Linked DNA regions of Canis lupus: region 1 is linked to region 2. A link is a contact called in public Hi-C data. All regions are on one chromosome and are shown on one strand. The core of a region is the stretch at or near the end of the contact, and the rest is flanking DNA. Distances in the headings are between cores, read along the strand shown. Region 1 has its middle 79 kb from the start of GPCPD1. Region 2 overlaps SHLD1 (shieldin complex subunit 1).

What was found. A called contact is a pair of places that touch in the nucleus more often than the background predicts.
Region 1: a Hi-C map of skin fibroblasts shows a contact between it and region 2, with 3 times the contacts expected there. The contact joins two enhancer-like sites. A contact is called at or near these places in 6 of 9 Hi-C or Micro-C datasets (amygdala, blood and skin fibroblasts).

What each region holds. Positions count from the first base shown.
Region 1 is chr24:16,675,818-16,678,517 of UU_Cfam_GSD_1.0, forward strand. No RefSeq gene overlaps it. Among named protein-coding and RNA genes, the nearest start is that of GPCPD1, 79 kb to the left of the region's middle. Within about 2 kb of position 1,399, at least 2 of the 20 cell types and tissues checked have an H3K27ac peak or open chromatin away from gene starts, as enhancers often do.
Region 2 is chr24:16,463,979-16,466,678 of UU_Cfam_GSD_1.0, forward strand. The region is part of intron 2 of SHLD1 (shieldin complex subunit 1); the gene reads right to left. It overlaps LOC119865581 (cytochrome c oxidase subunit 7B, mitochondrial-like), which reads left to right. Exons shown (of 2, transcript XM_038572970.1): 2 at 2,645-2,700. Among named protein-coding and RNA genes, the nearest start is that of SHLD1, 21 kb to the right of the region's middle. Within about 2 kb of position 1,338, at least 2 of the 20 cell types and tissues checked have an H3K27ac peak or open chromatin away from gene starts, as enhancers often do.

The sequences.
Region 1 (2,700 bases), core at 149-2,648, 210 kb after region 2:
TCCTCATGTGACTATCCATTGGCCTTACTGACATTTTCCGGCAGCCCAGCCAACCCCTGAAACCTTCCTTCTTTTTGAATTTTGTTTTTGTTTTTCAGTACATGCTGTTGGTTATTTATTTATTTATTTATTCATTCCACCATGCCTTCTGGAACACTTGGGCAGGTGTCAGCTAAGTGCCCTGTGTCTTCTACCTCTTTTCTAGCTGTCCCTTCATCATCATTCTTTAATCCAGCACTGCCCAATGAAATATAATGTGAGCCACAGGTGTAATTCTAAATTTTCTAGTAGTCACATTAAAATAAGTAGAAAAAAAGCAGGTAAAACTAATATAACATTATATGTCAATTATACTGCAATAATAAAAAAGCAGATAAAATTAATTTAATAATATATTTTATTAGGATGCCCGGGTGGCTCAGTGGTTGAGTGTCTGCCTGTGGCTCAGTCGTGATCCCAGAGTCCCAGGATCGAGTCCCACATCAGGCTCCCTGCATGGAGCCTGCTTCTCTCTCTGCCTGTGTCTCTGCCTCTCTCTCTCTGTCTCTCATAATAAATAAATAAAATATTTTTTAAAAATGTATTTCATCAAACACAATAGATCTAAAATGCAAAAATATATTTTATGTAGTCCAATATATTTCAACAAGAAAAAAGTATAGAAATATTAATGAGATATTTTATATCTTTTTTTCATACTGTCTGAAATCTGATGTGTATTTTACACTTAGGGTATATTTAAATTTGGTTTTTTGATGGTTAAAGTGAAATTTAGTCCTGCCAGAACATTAAAGCTGTGTTTAACAGAAAAAATATTTATAGTGCTTCAATTTTAACTTAATTGGAATTCAATTAAATATTCAGTTGCTCATTTCAAAGTGCTCTGTAGCCATGTGTGGCTGGCATCTGCTATATTAGACTGTGCAGATCTGAGTGAAACCTCATTTTCCCTGCTGCCCTCTCAAGCTTTGGGTCTTTTCTAGACTTTTCGTGTATCTATGGGCCTGAAGGTGGATGAGTATCTTCCTCAACACTCACTGTCCTGGGACATCCTCCCTCGTTTTTACCACAAAGCCTGGGTAGATGCCTCTCTTCCTTGAAGACTTCCCTTCCTGGCTCACTGTCACTTTCTAGAACACTCTCCAGTCATGAGCCTTGGAAATATCAACATCTTTAAATAATATTTCCAACATAAGGGCTTTCAGTTCTCCACCAATGATCTTGTCTGCTCAGCCATTCATTCCCACGGTCATACCCTAGACCTGTTCTGCCCACTGTTGACACCCCTTCAGAACAGAACATGCATCCCTCACTCCTATCACTGTTCCACCTCCTTGTGTGTCCTCCTCCCAACAAGACCACCAGTGCATTGATTCATCCTTAACTACAGCATGCCTCCTGCCTTGTCCAGCTTTAGACAGTCAGTTGTTGAACTCCCTTCCTCACCTGTGCCCCCAGGCCCCACCCTGTCCTGCTTCATCACACCCCTCTGATTACATCCACCTCACTTCCAAGTCTGCATCTTGACCCACACAACTGAACATGCTGGAGAAGGGCAAGCAGCACTTCTACCCAGCTTCCACCACATTCAGCCACTAGCCAGCCTCAGTGGGTCTGCAGGGCTAGGCCCGATATCTAACAGTTCTTCATGCATTTAATCCCTGATTCTCTTAGATGATATTTCACTCTCCTTAGCAAGGTGCAAAAGACTTCCACTTAAATAAATTCATTTTTTTCCCAGATAGATCACTTAGGAAAGTTACACGATACCACATTCTCCTGATTGGAGAAAGAGTTAATGCCCAACCTACAGGGTTAATATGAAGGCTTTATATAGCTTATATAAGCCACATATACCAAGAGTGTGCTATATCAGAAATCAGAGACATTATTTCTAGTGGAAACCCATATGCCAAATACGTTCTGATAGGATTTGGCATTTTCTTTTTTTTTTGTTAATTGTGACATATGACATGTGTGAGTTTTAGGTGTACAATGTGTTGATGTGATACACTTAAATATCCCCAAATGATTACCAGCATAGTGTTAGCTATTACTTCCATCATGTCACATAATTATATTTCTTTTTTTAAAAAGAGATTTAAAAAAAAAGAGAGATTTTTATTCATTTATTCATGAGACACACACACAGAGAAAGACAGAGACCCAGGCAGAAGGAGAAGCAGGCTCCATGCAGGGAGCCGGACGCAGAACTCAATCCCGGGTCTCCAGGATCACGCCCTGGGCCAAAGGCAGGCGCCAAACCCCTGAGCCACCCAGGCTACCCTATATTTCTTTTTTGTGTGAGAACATTTAAGATCTAATCTCTTAGCAACATTCAAGTACATAACATAATACCGTTAACTATACACACACAATGCTATGCATTACATGGGTTTGGCATTTTCAATAATAATAATAATAAGACACGGACTTCTGATTTCCTATTTCTTTATCCTGAACTGAATTTTGTTTCCTTCCCCCAAATGTGCTTGGTGCCTGAGTGCCTGAGTCAGGTGGGTGAGTATGAACTGCCAGGCTTGGAGTGGCCATGGGGAGGCAGGATTCCCCATGGATGTTCTCTGTGCAGGTGAGGTAAAAGTGCATCAAACAGACTTCACCTGTCTCCCTCCTACCTGCCTGCCTACCTGTCTTTTCATCCATTCACCATCCAGTTACTTAAGTACAACGTGTTGTCGA
Region 2 (2,700 bases), core at 88-2,587:
TTTTTTTGATGCCCAACAGATTATTAAAAAAAAAAAAGATTTATTTATCTGAGAGAGCAAGAAAGAAAGCACAAGCAAGGGGATGGGGCAGAGGGAGGGGCAGAGGGAGAGGCAGGCTCCTCCTGAGCAAGGAGCCCCTATGGGGCCTTGATCCCACCCCTGGGATCATGACCTGAGCTGCAGGCAGACACTTCACCGACTGAGCCACCGAGGTGCCCCTCTACAGTTGGGTTTTGACAGTTTTTTATATACTGGAGACACTAGTCCTTTGTTAGACAGCAGATATGCAAATATTTTCTCCTGGTCTGTACCTTGCCCTTTCAACCTCTTAATGTGGGCTTGCAGAGAGTGAGAAAGTTTTTAATTTTGAGGAGGTCCAATTTATCAAATTTTTGGCTACTGTAGATTTTATTTCAATCATTTCCATTTGCTTTTTTTATAACTTGGATTTCCTCACTGAAATTTTCTATTTTTTCATTTGTTTCAACAGAACTTGTAATTGATTGTTGAAGAGCTTTTATGGTGATTGCTTTTAAATTCTTAGCAGTTAATTCCAATGCCTACTTTGTCTCAGTGACTTGACTCATTCAACTCGTGACTTTTGGCTCTTGGTCAGACGAGTGATCTTGGTCCTATTTAAACCCTTTAGGATCCCTGGGTGGCGCAGCGGTTTAGCGCCTGCCTTTGGCCCAGGGCGCGATCCTGGAGACCCGGAATCGAATCCCACATCGGGCTCCCGGTGCATGGAGCCTGCTTCTCCCTCTGCCTGTGTCTCTGCCTCTCTCTCTCTCTCTGTGTGACTATCATAAATAAATTTTAAAAATTAAAAAAAAAAAAGTTAAAAAAAAAAAAAACCCTTTATTTTAGCACAGAGCCATCCTGTTTAGGTTTAGCACACAGGCCATGGGCTGCTTTTATGGGTTGTGGTTCTAAGGACAGTTTAATTTTCAGAGCCTTTGCTGTTTCCTTGGTCTCCTTGATTTATTGGGTACAGTTAAGGCTCCCACAGGCCCCCGCTAGTGCTGCCCGAGGGACCAGCCCAGCCTGTGGGTGTCTCTTGGGGGTGGCTGATCTCAGGCCCCCTTTTCCAGTGCCACTAGCTGCTGCCCAGCTGGCCCAGTGAATGTAAGAGGACAGGGAGCAAGGGGAGTCTCAGGTCCACAGAGACAAAGGGGCTTCTCCAGCCAGGTCACTTATTGTGTTAACAGAATCCCGCTGCTCACGCCCCGGCCACCTGGGCCTGTCTTAGCAGAGGTCTGAGAGGAGAGGGCTTCCTCTGGCCACTTACTCTTACAGATTTTCTACAGATTCCCTCTTGTTGGTTGCTGGGCTCTCCTGGTGATGTAGGATGACCAACCGGTCAGTCCTGGGGAGAAATGAGCCTACCTGGGCCCCTTCTAGCTGCTGGGTTGCAGGCTGAAATGCACCTCCTTCTGCTGGGTGGGAGGACAGAAGACATCCTGCCTCTGCTGCTCCTTCTTTGGTCCTAGAGCCCAAAAAGCAATTCATCTTCTTACCATTGCTCAATATTCTTCGACTGCCTCTCACGTTTCCATGGTTTATAGTTGTATTTAGTAGGAAGTAATGGCTAGGCCATCATGTCAGATTAGAAATCCCAATAGATTTTTAAAATCTCATTACCCTTTCATGCTGCTATAACTTCATCAAATAGGGCAAATTTAAATCCTTTGGTCTTATCTTTGCAGAAAAGCACAACTTTTTCTTGCCAAATGCAAAAGAAAAATCAGATATCATTTTCTACCTTTGTTTTCTAGCCTCCTATCAATCAAGCAAGATAAATGAAAACGTGTCCACAAATTACACAACACATGTACGGTCACTAGACTTAACATTGGTAGCCTTAAGACAAGTTAGCTTCTCAGATTCTGAGAAAATAATCTCTAATAATTTGGAAGCTTTATCTTTAGTAGGCACAAAAACTGCAAAGAATGAATTATAAAAAGGCTTAAATTCTTGTTCTTGGTAAGGTTCAGGAATCTGTAAAAAGTTGTCACTAGAGGGCAGCAGACTCAAACACTGCCCCAAAGCAAGCAATTGCCGGGCACCATCTCCAGATTGTAGACTGAGAACAGCTGCTTAGGTTTTTACTGGCTAAAAACATGGAATATTATTTTAACCCATTCTTCCTCAAACTTGACTTCTAAAATGGCACTGGCTCATGGGTAACTTCCTCATTCTTTTACTTATACTGTGCCCAATATTCCCAGCATTTTCAATATTCCCCATATTTTCCAAGAGTTCTTAATAGAAGAAAATTCTGGATCTATCAACTGAATATATTGTAAAGAAATGGAGCTAAATCTCTTGGCTTGTTTGTCTGTTTTTAGAATTTATTTAAATTTTCCACTCAAGTGCATTATTTTGTGAGCAGGAACAAAGTCACAATGCTATAGGATGTAATAAGAATAGTTTTCTTGGGGTGCCTGGAAGAGTGTGTGGCTCTTGATCTTGAGGTCATGAGTTCAAGTCCTATGTTGGGTGTACAAATTACTTAAGTAAATAAACTTAAAAAAAAAGAAAACAGTTTAAAACGCAGTCTTTAGAGGGTGCTTTGCAAGGGAACTTGGCATGAAGTTGTAGCAAGACAGCAGCTGGAGTTACCACCTTTCTGTTCTATTTGCAGCTTCCCATGTTCCCATGGCCAAAACAAAACAAAACAAAAAATGCTCTAAGTCATCT